Linked DNA regions of Mus musculus: regions 1 and 2 are each linked to region 3. Evidence: chromatin contacts called from public ChIA-PET and HiChIP or PLAC-seq data. All regions are on one chromosome and are shown on one strand. Each heading gives the region's core, a stretch centred on a gene start, on an enhancer-like site or on the middle of the called end of the contact. The rest is flanking DNA. Distances are from core to core; before and after follow the strand shown. Region 1 overlaps Polr3gl (polymerase (RNA) III (DNA directed) polypeptide G like). Region 2 holds the start of H2bc18 (H2B clustered histone 18). Region 3 overlaps Adamtsl4 (ADAMTS-like 4).

What was found. ChIA-PET counts read pairs in DNA pulled down with a chosen protein or histone mark. HiChIP or PLAC-seq counts read pairs in DNA pulled down with a chosen protein or histone mark.
Region 1: a FOXA1 HiChIP or PLAC-seq map of pancreatic cancer cells shows a contact between it and region 3. The contact joins two enhancer-like sites. A contact is called at or near these places in 1 of 39 promoter capture datasets (liver), 1 of 484 Hi-C or Micro-C datasets (cardiomyocytes) and 1 of 115 datasets of contacts at active chromatin or transcription factors (pancreatic cancer cells).
Region 2: an RNA polymerase II ChIA-PET map of memory CD8 T cells shows a contact between it and region 3, with 160 read pairs. The contact joins the promoter of H2bc18 here to the enhancer-like site in region 3. A contact is called at or near these places in 5 of 39 promoter capture datasets (cranial neural crest, liver, neural stem cells and 1 more), 2 of 484 Hi-C or Micro-C datasets (CD8 T cells and regulatory T cells), 4 of 115 datasets of contacts at active chromatin or transcription factors (acute myeloid leukemia, effector CD8 T cells, memory CD8 T cells and 1 more) and 1 of 9 other capture datasets (adipose tissue).

The regions. Positions count from the first base shown.
Region 1 is chr3:96,575,417-96,578,353 of GRCm38.p6, reverse strand. It overlaps Polr3gl (polymerase (RNA) III (DNA directed) polypeptide G like), which reads left to right. Exons shown (of 8, transcript NM_027241.4): 8 at 1-482. Among named protein-coding and RNA genes, the nearest start is that of Gm15441, 10 kb to the right of the region's middle. Within about 2 kb of position 1,448, at least 381 of the 459 cell types and tissues checked have an H3K27ac peak or open chromatin away from gene starts, as enhancers often do. A contact at or near this core is called in cardiomyocytes, liver and pancreatic cancer cells, where this site is marked.
Region 2 is chr3:96,268,187-96,271,392 of GRCm38.p6, reverse strand. It overlaps H2bc18 (H2B clustered histone 18), which reads right to left and starts at 1,693. Exons shown (of 1, transcript NM_175666.3): 1 at 1,201-1,693. The coding sequence starts at 1,641. The coding sequence ends at 1,261. H3c13 (H3 clustered histone 13) reads right to left here and starts at 2,739. Exons shown (of 1, transcript NM_178215.2): 1 at 2,238-2,739. The coding sequence starts at 2,699. The coding sequence ends at 2,289.
Region 3 is chr3:95,674,067-95,676,985 of GRCm38.p6, reverse strand. Adamtsl4 (ADAMTS-like 4) reads left to right here. Exons shown (of 18, transcript NM_144899.3): 18 at 17-785. The coding sequence ends at 153. Gm52627 (a long non-coding RNA gene) reads right to left here. Exons shown (of 2, transcript XR_003954671.1): 2 at 744-2,919. Among named protein-coding and RNA genes, the nearest start is that of Gm52627, 3.4 kb to the right of the region's middle. Within about 2 kb of position 1,360, at least 274 of the 459 cell types and tissues checked have an H3K27ac peak or open chromatin away from gene starts, as enhancers often do. A contact at or near this core is called in CD8 T cells, acute myeloid leukemia, adipose tissue and 6 more, where this site is marked.

The sequences.
Region 1 (2,937 bases), core at 199-2,698, 900 kb before region 3:
TTGGCTTGGTTTGTTTTTTCCAGACAGGTTTCTCTGTGTAGCCCTGGCTGTCCTGGAACTCACTCTGTAGACCAGGCTGGCCTCAAACTCAGAAATCCGCCTGCCTCTGCCTCTGCCTCTGCCTCCCAAGTGCTGGGATTAAAGGCATTCGCCACCATGCCCAGCTTTGTTATTGTTTTTTGAGAGAAGATCTCATGTAGCTCAAGCTGGCCTGGAACTCGGTATGTAGCTGAGGCTGGCCTTGAATTTTGGACCCCCCCCCACCCCCCCAAGCCTTGGGATTACAGGGACGCGCCACCACAGCAGACTTACTAGCATTTACTTCTGTTGAGAAAAAATTGGTTAGAATCCAGGTGACCTGTGTGATCCCTGGGGGCTGTGATGCGCAGCCGTTGACAGTTTAGGGGAGACTTGGGGTGGGAACAGTCAAGAGGAGTAAGGCCTGTTTTGTACTTTTAAATAAAATGTTTGTATCTGTCTAACATGTCTAACAGAGTGATGTGTACTGGGAAAGGGCCGGAGGCAAGGCTGAGGGGGTGTCCAGTCAAGCCATTCTTACCCCTGCCACGCCCCCTTTCAGAGGACTGAATTTACAGCCATGCAAATGCTAAACGGGTGTTCCATCACTCAGCCATGCCCCCATCTCTTTTTATATATTTGCTTTAGAATTTTTAGGCAGAGCTTTTGCTAAGTTGCCTAAGTTGGCTTTGAACTTAACCCTGTAGCCCAAACAGGCCTGAAACTGTCTCAGCCTCCCTAGCTGTGGTCCCAGGTCTGTGCCACCAGTGTCAAATCTCTGCGTGTCCAGTGTGACACGGGTGTGTGTGTGTGTGTGTGTGACCGCCTTGACCCTTGACCTTTACTTCTCAGCTCTCCCTTGGAGGACATTCAGGAACTCATCTGCAATGCTGTCTGAAAGCAGCGCTGGGGAAAGCATAGGCTCGCCCACAGACTACCCTAGCCTTTGGCCTCCAGCAGCACAGGGACATGAGCCTGCATAGTCAGGCACATTTACCAGGACACCAGCCCTCTCCTTTCTCACACTTGACCTTGATGGTGTCCTTATTTACAAAGAGTGATTGCAGCTATTTTTGTGCAGGGAGTCCAGAAAGCCAGGGGCCGGGAGAGAGGAGTGACTCACTGCTTTCAGCTTACCGTCTTCCAGGACCTGGAGAGCCCACTTTGAAAGGCATATTTAGGATCTCCCTAAATATACTGTTCTCTACAGACAGCCGGGGTGTGGCTTGCAGCTCCTTCTTTTTTGTTGTTCTTTCCTTTGTGGAATTAAGTTAGCCTTTCTCACTCCACTTTGGGGAGGGGGTAGGCGGTGTTATCTTCCAGGAAGTAAGGAGGGTGGGGAGGAAGGGAGTGATTTAGGGACACTCAGCTCTAAGAGAGGCTTCCTCGCCCACACAGCGCTCCCTTGGGTGAGGTCACTTCCCTGGCCTCTGATTGGCTTCTAAGGAAGGCTTCCTCGAGCTGATTGGTTGCATGCACTTGCCATGCCACAGCCACGAGTAAGTTGCGTGTCCAGTATAGAAACAGAGTAAGGAGACCTGCAGAGACATCTGCCGTGCTACCACGGGAGGCCCCACTGAGCATTTCATAGTCTAAGGATGGACTGTGTGAGAAGCGTCCAATAAGCTTCCCAATCGCTTTTAGACAGGCCGACCGAATTTCCTACAGCATCGTGGGTTAGAGAACCGAAATCCAAGGTCAGGTATTTCTGACCCCATTGTACAGGGCAAAGAGGGGCTTAGACTCCATGGAGGAGAAGCGCCTTCAAGGCCTCGTTTAAATGTGGTAGCAAGTGTTGGGATAGAAGCCCAGCCAAGAAAGCAGAGCCGGGAACAGGAATAGAAGCGAACATTCCAGAGTTATTGAGCAATTTGTGGTGATTGATGTGTTTCCTTTTCTAGCTCTCCGAGGTGAGGGAAGGGCGGGGCCAGGAGACTTGTCCCTGGGGTTTCCCACAGTTCTACAGCCAGCGACTGTAGCTAGGGAGGAAACAGCCGAAAACAAAGATCCTGAACGGTTTGGTTCTGTTTTGTTTACCTGTTGTCTTTTCCTACGTTGTCCCGTGCACACACAGTGGAGGGGAGACACCATCCTAACCCTCATTACTTAAGTCCAGGTCTATGTTGAGAGACACTGCCACAGGCTAGCCCACCTGATGCTCCTCTTTTTTTTTTTTTTTTTTTTTTAACATTTCATTTATTTGGCCAAGGGTGTACAAAATGGCGTGTGTGGGGAGCCCAGAGGACAGCCTGCTGGAGTCAGTACTCTCCTGCTGCCATATGGGTCTGGGGGCTCACATGCAAGGCTTGGAGGCAAGCACCGAATGAGCCAACTCACATCCCTGGGAACTTGGTGGTGGGACCAAAGATCCCGAACTAAAGGTGGTAAAGGAGGGCAGGACACTAGTCCCCACCCATCTTTCCACAGTTCCGTCCCTTCACGTTGCCTTTCCCCTGGCGCAGGAGAAAGGAGGACAAAGGTTGGAATGACCACTTGGGATCAGTCATGCTACCTCAAAGACAAAGTGTCATAAATATCAAGTCATTCTTGGACTCTGCCCTGCCTGGACTCCTGCCTTCCCTGGCAGGTGACCTTGTTGGACAAAGCCAGTGACACGAGACACAGCAGCTTCCCCAAATTCCTAATTGGTTCCAGGCAATAGCTAAACCATGTCCACTGACCTTTCCCCAACTTCCCACAAGCACTCCCAAACAGGCAGAGGCTGGAGCCTGGGTCCAGCAGACAGGGTCAAAGCCGCTCTTCCTGGAGAGGCAGGCAGCACAGCAGTTGAGGCCTGGCCTACTAATTTACATAGACCTAGTCAGTGTTTGCCACCCAGGTACATAATACCCATTAGGAACAGTTCTTATTGTCTAAATTGCTCCAATGCCTGGACTGCAGACTAGATTTTACAGCAGG
Region 2 (3,206 bases), core at 444-2,943, 590 kb before region 3:
CTGTTTTGATTGTGAAGATTCTGTAGTTCTGGTTAGCTGGGGCTGAAGAATCAGCTGTGATTGACAAGATACCAGAACTACTAAAGCAAAAACTTTGCATTACTGGGACTATTGATGCTGGTTAGCTGGAGCTAAGAAATTAGCGGTGATTAAGAAGAGACCAGCATCATTGAGGTGACATCTTCTGGGAAGTGTTTTCTGAGAGCACAGTGGCTTTGTTCCAGATATAGCCAAAGTTGTACCTTGTGCTGTGGCTGGGCTTGGTAATGTGTAAGGGTCACCCAGGTGGTACTGGTTTTGAAGGCATGAAGGAGTTGAGCAGAGCAGCTGAGGCTTGGCACTGTGAGAGGCCATGGAAGGCCATTGGTGAAAGTGCAGCCTCAGTTGCAATTGATGGCCCAGGACTGAAGGGGTCATGCCGTGTTTTGGAGATGCCAGTACCATGAGATGACCACCAAGAGCAGCAGCAGCAGCAGTGGAGTACAGGCATCTGGAGCCTAGAGGATGACGCGTGTGCTACAAAGGGCATGGCTGGAGAAGTGACCCAAGGCCTTGGAGGAGCCCAGAAGATCGTAAGTTGGATCCCAGACATTGGACGGTTGGAGATTGACTTTTGCTTTTGATTGTGACTGTGCCCTGATAGTTTCCCTCTTGAAGGAAGAAACTGTTTTAGTGGAGCCCACAGTTAAGAGACTTTTAATTGTAAAAAGACTTCGGATTTTAAAAGAGATGGATATTTTAAAGAGATTGAAATTTTAAGAATATGTAAAGACTGTGGGACTTTTAAAGTTATTTAGACCTTGGGGATGAATAAGAATGTAAGGGTTGAGGCTTACTAGTGATGTGTTTGTGTGTCAAGTTGACAAGGGGTCAATTGTACTGGCTAGTTTTGTGTCAACTTGACACAGCTGGGGTTATCACAGAGAAAGGAGCTTCAGTTGAGGAAATGCCTCCATGAGATTCAACTCTAAGGCATTTTCTCAATTAGTGATCAAGGGGGAAAGGCCCCTTGTGGGTGGGACCATCTCTGGGCTGGTAGTCTTGGGTTATATAAGAGAGCAGGCTGAGCAAGCCAAGACACCGCCCAACACTTTGAAACGCTCGATGTTGCACCAGAGCGCTGCAGGGTAACAGACTCATCATGGCTTAACCTTACCTGCTAGATCAGACCCTTAGTGCTTACAGTCTTTTTTTGAGAACTAAAGTGGCTCTGAAAAGAGCCTTTTGGGTAAAGCCGATCAATCACGTCTCTGCTGCACTTCACTTGGAGCTGGTGTACTTGGTGACGGCCTTGGTGCCTTCCGACACAGCGTGTTTAGCCAACTCTCCCGGCAGCAGCAGACGCACGGCTGTCTGGATCTCCCGGGAAGTGATGGTCGAGCGCTTGTTGTAATGCGCCAGACGGGAAGCCTCACCTGCGATGCGCTCGAAGATATCGTTCACGAAGGAATTCATGATTCCCATAGCCTTAGATGAGATGCCCGTGTCGGGGTGCACTTGCTTCAGGACCTTGTACACGTAAACAGAATAGCTCTCCTTGCGGCTGCGCTTGCGCTTCTTGCCATCTTTCTTCTGCACTTTCGTGACAGCTTTCTTAGAGCCCTTCTTTGGGGCAGGAGCAGACTTCGCTGGATCCGGCATTTTCCTCCGCGTCTAAAGATGCAACGTAAGGTAGACCGGGCAACTACGAACTGTTTCAGCGCGGCTTGCTATGCGGTACTTATAGAGCTTGTATGCAAATGAGGTTTCACACGGTATTCCATTTTTATTGGTTGATTTACAGCAGAGTCAGCGTCAAGGAGGCGGAGCCTACTCAAACCGATTCTGGTTGCGAGCCTTGGTGGTGCTTAGAGGAAATTCTTTCTAGCCAATCGCAGCCTTCCATTTCATGCTAGCCTGTTATTGAGAGCGGCAGTTTTGCCTCAGCTGTTCTTTATGTTCCCTTCGCTTACAGATCCTTAAAACACCAGGTTGAAATAAGTTAACTATCGCTCTTAGGTATCACGCTTGGAATTTTGGGGCTATTTTTCAGGTTCACAGTTCTGAGACCCTAATTAGAACTCCTTTTTTGGACTGGCCCATATTTGAGTAGTGAGCTCAAGACCAGCTCTAAATGGAATAAACCTGGGATAAGGAATGTGATTACTGGTAACTGTTAGGCCTGACACACTTGAGGGCGTATTTGAAACACTGAAAATCAATTTGCAAAGCTGACACAGCTACTTTCATCGACAACGTAGGTGGCTCTGAAAAGAGCCTTTGTGGGGGATGGAAGGGAAACAGGGCGCTTAAGCGCGCTCCCCACGGATGCGGCGGGCCAACTGGATGTCCTTGGGCATGATGGTGACGCGTTTGGCGTGGATGGCGCACAGGTTGGTGTCCTCGAACAGCCCCACCAGGTAGGCCTCGCTCGCCTCCTGCAGCGCCATGACGGCCGAGCTCTGGAAGCGCAGGTCCGTCTTGAAGTCCTGCGCGATCTCGCGCACCAGGCGCTGGAACGGCAGCTTGCGGATCAGCAGCTCGGTCGACTTCTGGTAGCGCCGGATCTCCCGCAGCGCCACGGTGCCGGGCCGGTAGCGGTGCGGCTTCTTCACGCCGCCCGTGGCCGGGGCGCTCTTGCGGGCGGCCTTGGTGGCCAGCTGCTTGCGCGGGGCCTTGCCGCCGGTGGACTTGCGGGCGGTCTGCTTCGTACGGGCCATATTTTTGCGACTTCGGCTTGCAGACGCCAAGTGGCCATACTTATAGACTTATCTTCGTCTTGATTGGGCCCAGAAAGCAGGAGTTTCTGGACTTGCAGTCTGATTGGGTAGAATTCGATCCTATTTGCTGAGTTTCAAGATGGTTACACTATTCCTTCTCTCCTGATACTTTTCCTTCCTGTATTTATGAACCGCAGAGGGTTTTAAAAAGATAGTGCTTTTCAGTTGATGTAACTTTCCTAAATGCAGTGTTTAAAGTGTTTCTCACGCAGTGTGCTCTTCTAACAGGTTTCTTTGGAAACAAACTTGCCCTTTTCATGTTCTGCGATTCACTTTGTAGCGAGTCACCAGATACTGTAGCTCTTCTCTGACAGTTAGCATTTATTTAACTTCAGGCTTTGTGCCCAGTGATTTGAACGCATTGTACCACGGCCGAAAGATGACAAAACGATGTATAGTGAAAGGAACCAAATGCAAACTTAAGTTTTACCTATTTCGAAACCCTAC
Region 3 (2,919 bases), core at 111-2,610:
TGACCTCTGTCCTCAGATGACCAATGCAAGGACAGCTCTCCACACTGCCCCCTGGTGGTACAGGCCCGGCTCTGCGTCTACCCCTACTACACAACTACCTGCTGCCGCTCTTGTGCCCATGTCCTGGAGCAGTCCCAGCTGGAACCGGCTTGAAACGGGTCCCAGAGACCCTGCCTTCGTGGTTTTCTTGTGCCACCCACTGACTAGCCCGCTCTGTACCCTCTGGCTTTTCACCTGGTCTCAGCCTTGCCAGAGGGATCCTCCAGGGTGAGAGACCTACAGTGTGATAGCTCAAGAAGTGTACCTGACCTGCCTGGGGGTCTGTCCTGTGTATGTTTATCACTTCCACAAAAGCAGCTTGAGAAAGAATAGGAAGTGGGCGGTGCCTGTATCCCTCATGCTTTTCTGGGCTGGGGAGAAAGGGGGAGAGAGCAAGGTTATATTTCCACACTAATCTGAGCTACATAGTGTGTGTCCCCCAGAAGTTCCAGGTCTGTGCCCCAATCCTCGTCTCCACATCTTCTAAATTACCCTGTTGTTCCCATCCCTGCCTTATCTAGTCTCTGTATTCCTACCTCCCTCATTAGCAGGGGCAGGGATCAGCCACTGCTACCCTACCTTACTGGGGAAGGACCACACCTCTCCAGGGCAGGGACCACTTGTGTCGAGGGTGAAAAAGAGAAACGTCAGCATAAGACATCCTAGCCCCAGTCGCCACTTCACACTGAAAATGATGCCCACCCCAGAAGTAATTTATTTTTTATTAAAGTTGGTTTTGACATAAACATGCTCTTCGTTATGTTCATGGGGACCCCACCATCCGAGCAATGTGAGGCCAGATGTGGTGTGGGAAGAGGAGCGGCATTTAGGGATGGGAGGAAGATGTGGTCCTCATGGGCTGTGGAGTGAGCTTCAAACCTGGGGCAGTCTGGATCAAGGGCCTAAGATTCTGTCCCACTACAGATCTGCAGATGGCTTACTGGCCACTAGAGGCCGCTACTTTTCCCAGTTTAGGAGCAGTAATGGGTGCTTGGATCCCAGCAGAGAGCCTGTGGTGGGCTTTTGGGTAGGCTCTTCCTGTTGTCTCTAGGAATCCAGCAGAACTTTTCAATGCAGGGCTAAGCTGGCTTGTGTGCGCACGAGCGTGGGGCATGCATGTTGCTTTTCAGGTTCTCTCGCTCTGGCCCTGTCTCCTCCTCTTTTACCCACTTCCCTGCTAGATGCCTGCTTACTGCTTTCCATGGGTGCATGGGGTGGTAACTTTGCCCCCTCTCTTTGCTCAGCAAAATCATAGGAGCTTGGCCCGCATGACTCTGTGACTGCAGGAGGAGGGAGGAGGGGCCAAGGCAGGACCAGATGTCCTGCCAGAGACACATTCCACAGAGATGTCTCACCAGGCCTCCTCCCTCCCCCACCACTTCCCTCTCCCTGTGTGTTTCTTTCAAAGTAAATAACTTGTTAAAGGTGGAGTGGACAGCCTTCTCCAGGGTCCTCTTCCCTGGCCCCTACAGTTGGTTCTGAGGCCTGACTTTCTTGCTGCCGATGCCCCGCTGGAGGCAGCCTTGTTCTGTCTGTGCCTCTTCAGACAGGCTGAGTATGGCCATTAGTAAAAGCCTGCAGACAGTTTTACTACTATTTTCTGAACACAGCTACACTCCTTGGATACCAAGTTCCCCTAAGAATAAAGTTGTTCCACTGTAGCAAACCCTTTGCTACATTAGAAGGGTACAAAGCTCCCTGCCTTGGGACTTAGGCTGTCCTCCCGCTGGATGTGGCTGAGCAGGAAGATGACAGCAAGCACAGTGTAAGGGGACTGAGTGGGTGACAAAGGAGGGGAAGGAAAATTAACCCCGGACAAACGGCTGAGGCGCCTGCTTAATATATCAAAGTGGACCTGACAGTCAACAGGTTCTCCCAGCATCCCTCAGTCGCTGTTACAAGGGTATGACTGGCACACCCTGTCTCCCAGCCCACGGGACTGGACTGCCCCTCCCTTTATAAGCAACCGTCCTGGCTACCTGCCCCTTTTGTACCTTTGGCCTACTGGTAGCTGGACCTGGTTTCTGCTCCCTTCCCCTCCCCCCTCTCCTCACAAGGTCAGGATCACTCTGAACTCTCCCAGATGTGGCTGCCTCTGGCTTTGTTCTTCTGATCTACTGTAAACTTTCTCCTTCGTCATACCTAGGAGCAGTCATATCTGTTCCTTTTTATTTCTTTTTTTTTTTTTTAATTAAAAAATAAAGCCATGGGTGATCCCAGCACGTGGGAGGCTGAGGCAGGAAGATCACAAGGCTAGCCTGGGCTATACTTGTGAGACCCTTTCCCCAAATACACCATGAAAAAAACCTGACTTTGGCCCAGGACAGGGGTTCCACAAGGAGGCTACAAGAATGCCCTGCCTCTGAAGAGGGTCAGGTGTGCTTCCTTCTTAGGTGACCCTGGAAGGACAGGCAAAGATGTAGGGACCAGAGAAATGGGGCCCAGGAGTCAGCTTCCAGATGCAGGCAGTGAACACAGAGTCCCCGAGCAAGGGAGGGGTGGCTGCCCTCCCAGCCCGCCCATCAGTTCCTGGAAACAGGGCTGGGGTGGAGGCCACAGCTCAGCTGACTTCCCCTCCCTTTTGAGGCCTCTTAGGGTTGTTGCTGGGCAGGTTTAGATTTTGGTCTGGGCTTGAGAGCCAATCACAGGTGGAGAATGCAGCCATAGCCCTCAAGGGTTCCCCCCAACACCTCCTTTCTTTTTCTGATCCCCAGAGCTTCTCGCCTCTAGCCTGGGGGGTGGGGGGGGAGGGGGCGGGAGCGGCGGTGTCTGCCCTCTACTCCTCACTGTAAAGAGAAGTCCCTGCAGTCCTCAGTTCATCTGCAAGCAGTGTGGGGTCAGAGCAGACGGTTCTGGGAAGGAAGGCGGGCCTGCCTTGAA